Linked DNA regions of Macaca mulatta: region 2 is linked to region 1. A link is a contact called in public Hi-C data. All regions are on one chromosome and are shown on one strand. The core of a region is the stretch at or near the end of the contact, and the rest is flanking DNA. Distances in the headings are between cores, read along the strand shown. Region 1 holds the start of ARID4A (AT-rich interaction domain 4A). Region 2 holds the start of TIMM9 (translocase of inner mitochondrial membrane 9).

Region 1 (6,911 bases), core at 672-3,171:
TAAATAGGCGGGGGCGGGGAGGAATCTCAAAAATACGCATAATGTTTTATGATAAAAACATTAGGTACTTCAAAGTCCAGAAATAAGAACCACGAAAATGGGTAAACAAGTCCATAAGGATGTCCTAATTTTCCGATTTCATTCTAAAATATTACACCAGGAAGCTAATTACAGACTCATTTGAATCTGACCTAACAAAACATCTTTCAACTACCCTTTTTTCCATTCTAGTATTCCTTTACTAATCCACATAAAGTTTTTCCAGGTGGTCTCCCGCAATTCTAAGGATTTTTAGACATTATGACTCACCTCAGTAATCACCGAGATGTTCTGTTTTTTTTCAGCACGACTGCCAAAAAACCCAGTCACTGTTAAGTCACACAATCATTTTCTAGTCTTGGGCCCCACCAATACAGCAGCAGGGTTTAAAACAGAGGTACTGAGGGTAACTATTGGGATCTATCCAGTATGACTAGGTCACTCACTAGAAATGCCAACATGCCTTTCACTTTTTTATGAATACTTTTGAGCAAAATCACTGTTACGAATAAAAAACTGATTCTGCTTAGTTTTCTTACTGAGAAATCTTAGTCCACGTGGATTACGGACGCTATGTCACATTTAAAAAATTACTCCATTCTATAAAACAACTAGCCAATTTATACTCCAATTCCACTATTTAAAAATATGTTTCGTTTAACAGAATACAAAATGTTAACAGAACAAGACCAACGTCTATCTTATCGGGGACGTCCTTTTAAGATGTTTTCAGTCCCTGCACAACCAATCTTTCCTTTCAAAAAGCAGCATAAGCCTCGCGCAGAGTGACACAGACGCTTGTCTAAGGTCACAGAAGCACCGTCTGTGCTGGCAAGTAAATTCCTCAGCATCCAAAAAGCCAGCGCTTTCTCCAGTTTCCTCATAGCTTTTTCGCGTGAGGAGCACGCGGAAACCTCTACCCATGCAGAATGTTTCCAAGAATCACTTCTGACCTGTCTTAACTAAGGAGACTCCCATAGTTTGTGCCAATCAGGTGGAGAATATGGCAAGTATCCAAAATGCACTTCCAAAGACAGGAAAGACTGCTCAGACAGAGGCAGAATTCAGAAAATCTCTCACATTCTCGAAAGCCCGAAAAAGCACCGCCAAGAAAGACTTTTGCCTCTCCTCCACCTCTTTCTCTCGGCGGGAGAGGAAGCCTCGCCCCCATTCATCCCGCCCCTTCTCCCCACCCCGCCGCAAGGAGAACTTTTACCATGGCTTCCTGCGGCCCCTTCACTTCCGGTGCCGGTGCCGCTAGGGCTGCGCCATCCCCCCCAGTCAATCGGACAACCATAGCCTCCAACTGACCTTTCTGACAGCTCTGAGACTCCTCCGGCCAAGACTAGGTGCTGTCCTGGAGGAAACGGTGGAGGACGGACGCACAAAAACCAATCTACCTGATGAAAACTCCGTTCCCTTCTTGCCAGAAACATAAAATGCGATGGAGCTACGGCGACCGCTGCCGAGACAAAATGGCGCCGAGAACCTGGTTTAGCGCAGGCGCCTTGGAAAGACCCTGCCCCGCCCCCGTGCAAGCCCCTGGCTGCAATTCTGGGTTCCGTTTCCATGGGACACTCCGCCGCCAATCCTCGTGCCGAACTGCTCTTCCTGACCCCTCAATTCACCAATCAGTGCCCAGTCAAGCACATCCGGAGTCGTCTCTACCAATCATTTCTCAAGACTTGCTTACTCAATAACCAACTCTCCAATAACGTTGGTCTTCGGAAAAAGCCAATCATAAGTGGAAGATGTCCTACCTGCTGTTTTTCGCACCAATCCATGAAGTTTCAGAGCTACATCCAATGAGGACGGCAGGTAGCGAGGTCCTATCCGAAGCTCTTCGGCGTCATGAACAGCCAATAGGAGTTCGTGTAGAAGCGAGTCTGCTCAACAGCTTGTTATTCGGTGGATTGTGGCAGTAAATCGGGGCGAGTGGGGAACCGGGCGCAGGAACTGCAGCCGCGGTTGGGAGTGGTGCTGCCCGGACGGGGGCCCACGGAGGTCAGAGGGGAGGAGGACTCTGGAGCTGACAGTGCGCACTTCACCCGCAGTTGGTAGGCGGGGAGAGGGGAATCGGGGGATACTGAATGGATGAAGCGGCAGTGGCAGCAGCTGCTGCTGCCCGGGGTCCCGGTGCAGTTGGAAGCTTCGGAGGTGGGGAGAGGGATGCTAGGCAAGTGGCGCGGCGAGCGCAAGAGAAGGGGCCAGCCATGGAGCAGCGGCAGCAACTGCAGGAACCGCCGCCGCAGCTGCAGCCGCCTCGTCCGCTTCCCCGGGTTCCCGGGAAAATGGCTGTGGGGCTGGCCGCGCCGCTAAGTTTGCTTCCGCGCCGTGAGGAGCGGGCTGCTTGGGGGAGCCGTTCCCCAACTCCGCGGCGCGTCCACCTCTGCGGAGTCCGTGGCAGGACTCGAGGGGCTGCGAGCTGATACGTCTCTGGGCTGTACAAAAAGTTGAGGCGGGCGCTGGGAGGAGGCAGCGGCTGCTGCGGTGCGGCTCCCCTCCCCTCCCACACCCTGTCCGGGCCACCTCCCCTCCTCCTCCCCTCAGTCCCCCGCCCCCTCCCCCGCGCGGGTCTCCCGGGGCTCTGGCGGCTCCCGGCTGAAGGCCGCGGCCCCTGCCCCTTTGGGTGAAGGAGCGCTTCTCCTTCCTGATATGGTGCAGAGCAAAGGAAGGAGAGCAATGGCGCCGTGACACTCCGCTGCCGCCACCGCGGGCCCGGGGCGGGCCGAGGGGGCCGAGCAGCGGAGGCGGGGCGCGGGCCGAAGTCGGGGTATCCAGGGGACAGCGGTGCGGAGGCTCGGCGGTCGCCTCCGCGGGGGACCTGGGGAAGCCCGAACGGCGCCCTGCCCTTTTCCGGAGCTATCTGTCCTGGGGCTCCGAGTTCAGCATTCCGGGTCAAAGTGGCCAGCGAGGCGGGGGCGCGGTGGGCCTCTGGCAAGCTCCGGGGCGGAACGGGCTGCCCTTTGGCGCGCGTGGGGTTCTCGTTGCCCCCTCCGCTCCTGCATCCTGGCTGCCCTCAGAAGGGGTCTTGTTCCTTGGCTGGTGAGGATTCTGCCCCTCCCCGCTGGCGTTTGTTTACTTTCTTTCCCTTGGTCGCTCCCCGCAGTTGACTGATTCTGTCTGTGCCTCTTTCCCCCTCCCCGTAGTTCTAGCGACTGCGACGATAGCTCGCTGAGCTGGAACCCCACAGATCACCAACAAAAATGAAGGTAAGTGGAGTCAACGCTGCCCCGATCCTCGCGCCTTGGACACTGCCAGTCGTAAGGCTAGTGCCGTGGAATGTCATTTGTTTTGCTCCTCAAAATTGATGTTCCTACTGATCAGCAGTTTCGGCATAGGAGGATGTGTTGAATGGGTGAGAAATGATCTGTGTGTCTAAATGCGGAGTTTGGGCCCTCTCTGTGGCAGTACTTTGGAAAGGCTGGTGCAGCCTTTCAATTGTTGTCCATTCGGATAGTATTTTTAAACACTTCCTGTGTTGGCAGCAACCTTTGCAGAAGTAAAGCTTTTGTCCTGCTTTGGTTCTTTGGGGGATTTTTCGAAAATTTTTTTCTTCCTCAGTGCCAATGCGATTTTGTAAAAGAAAGAGTACGTGGATTAAGTAATTAAGTAAAGAAGGTGTCATTTCTTCTGTGTGTAAAGTGAACTTATGTGGCTAAAATATTTGAAGTTGAACTATAATAATAGTTTCAGTTAAATCTTTCCAGTAAATATTTTAAAACATATACTTATTCTAAAAAGATACATATTCTACTGAGGATGACTGCAAATATCAATATGTGGATGGTTAAAGGGAAAGGATCTCATATAGCATTCTTGAATGCTGTGGCCATTGAATGTTTCAGGTCAGATTTTTATTTGCCAAAAGCATTCCTATTCAATTTGTATTTTTTGTAAACGTTCTTAAAAGGTAGCCAATTCCTGTCTTATTTACTGTTTCAGTATATTAAGCTCTGAAATATAGCATTTTCCCAAACTTTCTCATGGTTTTCTATTTTCTCCAAGTAAATGACATATTTAACATTCTTTAATATTACTTGGGAAAACTTATTAGAAAACAAAAAATCATTTTCTACTTAAAAACGTTATCTCCAAAGTGTACACTGTTAACTTTGCACTTAACAATGTTAAGTTGAACTTGTATGGATACACTTTAACTTCTGAAAAAAAAAAAGGTAAAATGACAGATTGAGATAGCAATCATCCTGTTACTGTAAAGATTAAAATGAATGGTAGAGTGAAATTTCTTGCATCATTCTATGTATCATTCTGGTCATGTCCATTTGCTGAAAGTAGATGTTTCTTAGTAACGCTTGTTTTTTTATACTAGGAAGATCAGTGTGGTAAACTAGGTACGTCTACAGATCTTGAACCATCGGTTCATATCTGCATTCATCAGCTGAATTCAGACTTAAAACCTTTCAAATGCAGGTTTTAGCAAATGAATTTTCCAAATTGATACTCTCCTTATGAAAAGATGTTACCTTTATGTACCTTTGTCAATAAACAATTATATATTGTTAGTGTTAATGTTAGTAGCAATATTTATTTTAATTTGCAAAATTTCAGGAAGCTCTAAATGAATAACTTAGTTTTATGATATGTGTAATATGAAATATTTTTTCTGATTTTTTTATTTTTCTGCTTATATAAATAGAATTTTTGAAAAATTTTGTATCTGGAAAAAAAAACATTATATTTACTCACTGATAATTTTGAATTACAACTTTAAAACATTTTATCGTATCAGGACATCAGTCTATAAAATGAAAGGTTGCTCATCAAGTGTTTGCTTTCGGGTATTTTTCAAATTTTCAGTGATATTAATAAGCAAATCATTTTGTTATTTTTCATGCTTCAAACACAACCTTTTAATGAGACTTGAAGTTAGAGCAGGGAGGCATAGTAATGACATTCACAGTTTATGTTCCTTTCACCAGGCGGCGGATGAGCCTGCCTACCTGACAGTGGGAACTGATGTCAGTGCCAAGTACCGGGGTGCCTTCTGTGAGGCAAAAATTAAGACTGTGAAAAGGCTGGTGAAAGTTAAGGTAATATTTGTTTTTATGCAATAGTTTTATTAGCTGTAGATTGAAGAAATTTGAGGAGAGAAAGACTGCAAATCAGCATTTTATTCAGTCATTATATGCCCTTTATATACTGTACTTACAGGAAAAAAGCACATCAAAATTCAAGAAATAACTCAGAAGGAGAAATTATTCCAAAATGCTACCATCAAAATACCATGCTCATGATATTTCCTGTCATTTGGATCTTAACTATTTGTGGTGGCATACTTGGACTGTAATCTATTTTCTCCCCTCATTTAATGTTCAGGTAGAGACAATTTCAGTGTTTAAGACAATATAAATAACAACAGGAATTATGTTTTCAAGACAGTGTAAAAAAGCATTAAAAAAGTTTATTTTGGGGCTGGGCATAGTGGCTTATGCCTGTAATCCCAGCACTTTGGGACACTGAGGCGGGTGGATCACCTGAGGTCAGGAGTTTGAGACCAGCCTGACCAACATGGTGAAATCCCGTCTCTACGAAAAATACAAAAATTAGCTGGGTGTGGTGGCGGGCACCTGTAATCCCAGCTACTCAGGAGGCTGAGACAGGAGAATTGCTTGAACCCGGGAGGCGGAGGTTGCAGTGAGCCAAGGTTATGCCATTGCATTCCAGCCTGGGCAACAGAGCGAGACTCCATCTCCAAAATATAAAAAAATTAACCTGGCGTGCACATCTGTAGTCCCAGCTACTCGGGCGGCTGAGGCAGGAGAATCGCTTGAACCCAGGAGGTGGAGGTTGCAGTGAGCCGAAATCGCTCCACTGCACTCCAGCCTGGGTGACAGAGAGAGGTTGACTAAAAAAATATATATATATTTTTGACTGTGCAAGGTGGCTCACACCTGCAGTCCCAGCACTTGGGGAGCCTGAGTGGGGGGATTGCTTGAGCCAAGGAATTCAAGACCAGCCTGGACAACATAGTGAGACCTGATCTGTCCAGAAAAAAAAAATTAAAAAATTAGCCAAGTGTGGTGACAGGCACCTGTGGTCCCAGCTACTCTGGAGGCAGAGGTGAGAGAATTGCTTGAGCCTGGAAGGTCAAGACTGTAGTGAACTGTGATTGTGCCACTGCACTGCAGGCCACATGACAGGGCAAGACCCTGTCTCAAAAAAAAAATTTTTTTTAAAGATGCTTTTACTCAGAAATAACTTTTTTTGGTGATTCCTGCCAGTCATTTTCTTATATGAATATATTTTTAATAGTCTTTATTACTTTATATGAAATACAAAAGTAATCTATGCTTATTATAAACATTTTTAACATTATAGAGGCATATAACATAGTTCATGAAGTCTTAAAAAATTTTATTGAAGTTGATTAATAATTTCACATATTCATTGGCTACATAGTCATGTTTTGATACATATAATATGTGGTGATTAAATCAAAATAATTTGCATATCCATCATCTGAAACATTTTTCATTTATTTGTGTTGGGAATATTCAGTATCCTCCTCTTAGCCATTTGAAACCATGTAATATAGCATTGTTAACTAGTCATCCTATAGTGGTGTGGAACACTGTGAAAGTCCTTTTTGATATGACTCCAAAGAGATTTGATGTGGTCTTCCAGATTTTTTTTACTGTGCCAGTCGTAAAATTATTGTCATTGGTATTGGATCATGCTATATTGCAGTTTGCTTTATTCACTTATATATCTGATGTTTTCCTACCAGAATTAAGCACCATAAAAGGAGGAAACGTCTGACTTGTTCTATGCCCAACACATAGAGTAGTGCCTGATACATAGTGGACACTCAAAATTTGTTGAATGAATCAATGAACTAGAGCAGTGAT
Region 2 (7,313 bases), core at 925-3,424, 120 kb after region 1:
AAAGCCAGGCACGATGGTTCATGCATGTAATCCCAGCACTTTGGGAGGCCGAGGTAGGCAGATCACATGCGGTCAGGAGTTCCAGACGAGCCTGGCCAACATGGTGAAACCCCATCTTAATAAAAACACAAAAATTAGCTGGGCGGAGTGGCGGGTGCCTGTAATCCCAGCTATTTGGGAGGCTGAGGCAGAAGAATCGCTTGAACCCGGGAGGCAGAGGTTGCAGTGAGCTGAGATTGTGCCACCGCCCTCCAGCCTTTGCAACAAAGATCCATCTCAAAAAAAACAACAAAAAAAACAAACACACAAAGGAAAGAAAATAAGCCTGGGCAATAAGGCAAGACCTAGTCTCTACCAAAAAGTAAAAAATTAGCCAGTGTGGTAGCAAGTGCTTGTAGTCCTAGGTACTCAGGAGGCTGAGACAGGAGGATTGCCTGAGCTCAGGAGTTCAAGGCTGCAGTGAGCTATGATCATGACAGAGCAAGACCCAGTCTCTGGGCGGGGGGTGGGGGTGGGGGGTGGGGGCGCAGGGGTTGGGGGAAGAGGAACTAAAGAGTCATGACAAAGAGCTGTAAGATCCAAATTAAGTTGTCATTTTAATAATTCAGAGTGCCTACACTCAGATCTTAGGTCACTGTTTCTTTCAAATAAGTATCACCTAGAAAGTAAGAGTTAAACTATCTCCAAGGTCTCTGGCAGCTGTGACATTGTAGTTCTTTCAGTACACTCATAATATGCAATAAATTGTGAACAAACAGGTACCAGCTATGAGCCCAATTAAGAAGGGAAAATGTAACTAAAATAAAAAGTAATGGCTGGGCGCGGTGGCTCACGTCTGTAATTACCAGCACTTTGGGAGGCCGAGGCTGGTGGATCACCAAGTCAAGAGTTCGAGACCAGCCTGGCCACCATGGTGAAACCCCGTCTCTAATAAAAATACAAAAAAAATTAGCTGGGCATGGTGGCGGGCGCCTGTAATCCCAGCTACTCAGGAGGTCTGAGGCAGAAAAATCTCTTGAACCTGAGAGGCGGAGGTTGCAGTGGGCCAAGATCGCGCCACTGCAATCCAGCCTGTGCGACAGAGCAAGACTTTGTCTCAAAAAAAAACCCCCTCATTAATTAGAGAAACTCAGCAAGGTACAAATAATTAAAAGGTTCTTTAACGCTGAGCCCTTACAGTTTTTTTTTTTTTTTTTTTTTTTTGAGACAGCCTTGCTCTCTCACTCAGGCTGGAGCGCAACGGCGCGATCTCGGCTCACTGCAACCTCCACCTGCCGGGTTCAAGCAATTCTCCTGCCTCAGCCTCCTGAGTAGCTGGGACTACAGGCGCGCGCCACCATGCCCAGTTAATTTTTTGTATTTTCATTAGAAACGGAGTTTCACCATGCTGGCCAGGCTGATCTCGAACCCCTGACCTCAGGTGATCCGCCCGCCTTGGCCTCCCAAAGTACTGGGATTACAGGCGTGAGCTACCGCGCTCGGACCTGAAATTCCATTTTAAGTCTAGACTTCTATGAAACTAGATCGCCGAGATGTAACAGAAATAAAATTCGTCATTTAGCTTTTAGATCGGATTACATTTTTTGCTTTGATTATTCTAAAGCCTCTAGTAAGGCATAAAGGGAAAACTCTAAGTAGCGCATGCTGGGAAATGAACAGATCAGGTAAGGGCTGTTAGACCTGGTATGTCTAGAGACGATTTTCATTTAAAGGAGGATCATCCACCGGGCAGCTCAAGGTCACAGCGTAAATATCTTATAGTCTAATTCAGTGTCCCAAAACAAGACCCCCGACTCCCCAGATCCAGGTTGGGGGTGGCTCAGGGCCTAAAGTTCCTACCCTCGCCCAGGTGACACCATCCCCAGGAAGGTCTGCACCGGACCTGGCGAAGCGCTGTCCCGCTTCGCACCCCCCACTGCCCCAAGTACATGCGCCGGCCTCCTCGGGAGACCCCGCCAATTTTCTGGAGCGTAGCCTGCCACCCCCCGCCCGGGAATCCCGGATTCTCACGGCAGAGAACAGGCACCATACTTAAGCACAGGCTCTCGCATCCGACATCAGTGCAAGGCTGGGGGGCGTTGGGGGACGGCTGAGCCTCGGGAGGGCGGGTCAGGGTCAGGACAGGAGCCGCGGCCGCCAGATGGGAAAGAACACGTGGGAGCAGTGATGTCAAGTGACACTTAAACCCTTAGACGCCGATTCGTTATAACGAGAGGAAATCTAGAAGAAAATGCACGTACCATCAGCGAATTCTAAAATCTGCTAAGGATTGATCTCTGTGATTGTCTGCTTAGACAATGCTTTCTATTCCCGACTTCCTCTCCAATAACGACCCGAATCTGTCGAAATTATTTGGAAGCCTAATTTACCTAATCCCACGTCCCTAACGGTCTTCGGAAGCGAAGCAGTGTAAACAGCCCCCGATAAACACAAGTAGTATTACAAGTCGGGAGCTCTTCAAGTTTCAGATGAGACTGTAGCGCGATCTTGTGCGGCAATGTGCTACCTTTAAATAAATAAATGAATGAATGAATGAATGAATAAATAAATAAATAAGCCTCCGTTATGTCCGGAGTTTGTTTCCGCCCGGAGAGGGATGGAAGAGCACCAGCGAGCGCTTAGCTTTCTGGTTGGATGTTTTGGGTGAGTTTGTTGGCGCGCATGCGTGTTGTGTCTCAAGGGCGGGTTTGAAGGGAAGTGGGTGTTGACCTGCGGGCAACTGAAGTTATTGTCAGATTATACCCGTGACTGCGCGGGTCTCTGGCGTCCTGGAGACACGTAGGGATGAATTTATGTTTCCGACGATTGCATCTGGAGGGGTGTGTAAGACTCTGTGGCTGAAGAAAGCTATTACGCTTCTTATGTGGGTCATTATTTTAAAAATAGCATTTCAGTTTTATCTGCTTGACTGCCTCTTAACAAATTTTAAGCCCTCCTCTACATCTGTTTGGTTTTGCCCTACCAGCTCTGGGATTGGGGAGTGCACTGTTAATGGTTATTGTTGCTCCTGTGGCCATTCTCTTGGCATCCCCACTTTCACATTTTGGCGTGGTGTATTAATAGACTAAGTGGGATTAATGGGTAAATAGGACTTTATAGTCATCTCTAATCCTGGATTCAATACCAAAATTTAGATTTTCAGCTTTGTGGATGTTCTATTTCGACATTTTAAGAACAGTTCATTGCAAAGAGGTGAAAATTTTGTTCTGAAGTCTTAAGGACACAGAGAAAGTTTTTCCGTCCATAAGTGTGGGACTTGTTTTGTGACCAACAATATGAAAGGCTCTGAGGTCAGCTTGGAGAAGAAAAAAAGGATTAAGATGCCAGCGAAGAGACTTCGTGAGGTAGTTTCTCAAAATCATGGAGATCATTTGGTTTTGCTGAAAGATGAGTTGCCCTGTGTTCCTCCGGCATTGTCTGCAAATAAACGTCTTCCTGTTGGAACGGGGACTAGCTTGAATGGAACATCATGTGGTACGTGATTCCATGTAATTTTTCAAACAGTTTTAGCTTAGTAAATCTTTAGTCCTTATTTGTTTAAATTCCCAGACGTAAGATATAAGTCTAGTTTGTACAGATGTTTGAAAACTGACCCTGTTTCCCGGGAAAATGGCCAGGAAGCCTATAAAATGTTTGAATAGATCTAATGAATGAAACTTTAACGTCTCCTGTTGTGCTTTTTTTTTTTTTTTTTGGCATTGACTTTTGCATATTGTTTTTGTTTATATCTATGGTGGATACACTTAACTTGTATAATGTGCTTTATTTTCCCCCCTAGTGTTTTTTATAGTTTTCCCCCGAAGTAGTACTTTTTACCTAATGCACTACTTTCTGTTAATAGTGGGAAAAGCAGGACTTCTGCCAGTTGATGGCTTCTGTATTCCAGTTCACTTAATCTGTCTAAACCTCAGTGAAAATAAGGATAACATATGCTTTACCCACTTCGCTGCTAATTGTGAGGATCAAATTAATGAATATGTGAGCAAAAACAGCAAAATGCTTTTATAATGCTGCTTGTTAGGGGATACAGCGGTGACACTCAAATAGTCCTGCTGTTAAATTAGACCTTTACATCGTATACATATTTCTACCCATAGATTGTCCACATCCAATAGTGTATGGTTATCTTTTAAAATATTTCATGCTTATCTCACTTTATTGTCAGTACCGAACCTTATTTTCCCAAATATCAACTGTAAAAGCCTTCATTCAGATATGTTTAAATACATTTTCTTAACTTTCTTTGCACGCAAATTGTCCTTCCAACGTCTGCATTATATGGAGTTTATAGGTCTTGAATCATGCCTATACAGTTTCTAAAGCTAAGGACCTGATTTTAAAATCACTAAAATCTATTCCTTTGTTTTGTTAGGTTCATCAGACTTAACTTCTGCTAGAAATTGTCACCAGCCTCTAAAAGAAAATCCCATGGTGTCAGAAAGTGTAAGCAAAAGGATTCTTAATTATGCTCACATTAAAATTTTCAGTGTTGTCAAATAATGTATTCTTAAATTATGTTTGATTAGCAACATGCCTTGTTTTTATTTAAATATCACTTACCAGACCAATGTTTTATATACTACAATTGTGACTTTGAATGGTGTTTGAGACATTAAACAAAAGGCCTTCCCTAGAATCAAAAATACCGATTATTAAAATAATGGCCGCTGAAAGAGATATGATAACTGAAAAGAAGCTCTCTTACTATTCAGGGAAAAGGTGTTCTTGCCCAGAGACTTAACATATTTTTAGGTAAAAGAAAAGGAACAACTAACAGTACAATTTTCTTTAACATGAGGTGTGCTTGCATGTCATTCTAACACTTGTAAGGTGTTTTGGTTTTTTTAGAAGAGAGGTTCTTTAAGAATAACATGAAATTATCATCTTAACTTTACAATGCCGAACGTATTTGATAAATATAATGTTTTGGTTATGAGATCTAATTAGACTTTGATAGCTAATCATAGTGTTGACCTATGTATTGTCAGTTTAATAAGTCTGTATAATGAGAGTTTCACAATATACTATTTTGAAAATTGAAGCAGGTAAACTAATAATTCAATTAAAGCTATATGACAATTTTGTCAAAAGCTCACAATTTATACATTTTGTATAATTTTGTGCTGTACTTGGTCCCTATGTAAATGCCTAGACTTTGGAGTGGTTTTTTGTTATTGTTGTTTTGTCTTTTTTTTTTTTTTCTTTTAAGCAGGCCTTATTTAATGATATCTAAACTTTTCAAATGTATGGATACACTGTTATTGTATAATTGAGGATAAATCTGTGATCTTCATGATATTGTGCCATCCTTATCTACTCCATTTGACTCACAGTGAGTCAGATTTTTACGTTTCACTGAAGCAACTGAGATGTTAAATGACTTGCTCTGCTAGAATTGGTATACTGGTTTGAGTCTGAATCTCAGTGCTACATTTGCTTGCTGCTTCATTTACTCATTCATTTGCTTGTCTGATAGTGTGTTACCCATTCAACAAATCTTTGAGTAGCTTTAAGGTATATCAGCATTGCGTGGTGATGGAAATGAAGCATATGAAATACACAGTCCTGCCCTCCCAGAACACAGTAGTCACATAGCTAGTAAATGGTTCTTGATAAATAATAAATCCGAAGTTTATTTATCCTATTTCTTCCTTTCATATCCCAAAGGATTTTTCTAAAGACGTTGCAGTGCAAGTGTTGCCTTTGGATAAAATAGAAGAGAACAACAAACAAAAAGGTAAAAGAATAATATTGATTTTTTTATTGTTATAAAATATACTTAACATAAAGTTTACCACTTTAGCTATTTTAAAATGTACAGTTCTGTGACGGTAAGTACATTCACATTGTTGTACAATCATCATCACCTTTCATATCCAGAGCTTTGTCATCTCTCCCGATTCTACCCATTAAACACTAACTGCTCATTTTTCGTCCCCTCAGCCCTGGGCATCCTACTTTTTGTCTCTATGAATTTGACTACCCTAAGTGCCTTATATAAGTAGAATCATATAGTATTTGACCTTTTGTGACTGGCTTATTTCACTTAGCATAATGTTTTCAAGGTTCATCCATGTTGTAGCATGTGTCAGAATTTTCTTCTTAAGGGTAGAATTTATTTTTAAGCATTTATTACATAGTCTTACAGTTTTTATTATTTTCATTTTTAATTAGTTTTTCTTCCCAAATTAAGCCATTCCTAGAATCTGTAAAATCCAGAATAAGGTTTGCAATGGTGAAGGTTATCTTGTTATTACCAATCTATTGCATAGGTTTAGTATTATATATGTTTATAAATTTTTTTTTTTTGAGACAGAGTCTCCCTCTGTTGTCCAGGCTGGAGTGCAGTGGCGTGATCTCGGCTCACTGCAACCTCCGGCTCCCAGATTCAAGCAATTCTTCTGCCTTAGCCTCCTGAGTAGCTGGGATTACAGGTGCACGCCACCACACCCAGCTAGTTTTTGTATTTTTTTTTTTTTTTGTAGAGATAGGGTTTCACCATCTTGACCAGGCTGGTCTCAAACTCCTGACGTCAAGTGATTTGCCTATCTCAGCCTCCTAAAGTGCTGGAAATACAGGGCCACCGTGTCTGACCCCATATGAATTTTAAAATAGTTTTTTCTAATTCTTTGAAAAATGATGTTGGTAATTCGATTGAATTGAATCTGTAGATGTCTTTGGGCAGTATGCTCATTTTAATGATACTGATTTTTCTAATTCATGAGCATGGAATGTTTTCCACTTGTTTGTGTCATCTGTGATTTTTTTTCATCAGTGTTTTGTAGTTCTCCTTGTAGAGATCTTTCACCTTCTGGATTAAATGTATTCCTAGGAATTTTATGTTTTGTGTGCCACTATTGTAAATGGCATTGAGTTCTTGATTTGATTCTCAGCTTGAACATTATTAGTGTATAGAAACGCTACTGATTTTTGTACATTGATTTTGTATCCTGAAACTTTATGTAAGTCATTTATCAGATCTAGGGGCATTTTGGAGGAATCTTTAGGGTTTTCTAAGTATAGGACCATGTCATCAGTGAACAGAGATAATTGGACTTCCTCTTTTACTTTTTAGATGCCTTTTATTTCTTTCTCTGTCTGATTGCTCTGGCTGGGACTTCCACTACTGTGTTGAAAAGAGTGGTGAGAGTGGGCATCCTTGTCTTGTCCTAGTTCTTAGGGGGAATGTGTTCAACTTTTGCCCATTCAGTATGATGTTGGCTGTGGGTTTGGAATTATGAGGATTATATTATTACTTAATCACTTAATTTGTTCCTTGTCCTTTTCAATTGTGGAGTGCTATGGCTGAGTTC

The links. A called contact is a pair of places that touch in the nucleus more often than the background predicts.
Region 2: a Hi-C map of fetal cortex germinal zone shows a contact between it and region 1, with 1.9 times the contacts expected there. The contact joins the promoter of TIMM9 here to the promoter of ARID4A in region 1. A contact is called at or near these places in 2 of 14 Hi-C or Micro-C datasets (fetal cortex germinal zone and liver).

What each region holds. Positions count from the first base shown.
Region 1 is chr7:131,422,255-131,429,165 of T2T-MMU8v2.0, forward strand. ARID4A (AT-rich interaction domain 4A) reads left to right here and starts at 1,922. Exons shown (of 24, transcript XM_015143784.3): 1 at 1,922-2,096; 2 at 3,189-3,251; 3 at 4,983-5,093. The coding sequence starts at 3,246. LOC144330261 (a long non-coding RNA gene) reads right to left here and starts at 1,522. Exons shown (of 4, transcript XR_013396282.1): 1 at 1,351-1,522.
Region 2 is chr7:131,537,031-131,544,343 of T2T-MMU8v2.0, forward strand. TIMM9 (translocase of inner mitochondrial membrane 9) reads right to left here and starts at 2,175. Exons shown (of 5, transcript XM_028851575.2): 1 at 2,032-2,175. It overlaps KIAA0586, which reads left to right and starts at 2,704. Exons shown (of 30, transcript XR_001446278.3): 1 at 2,704-3,474; 2 at 4,373-4,443; 3 at 5,668-5,737.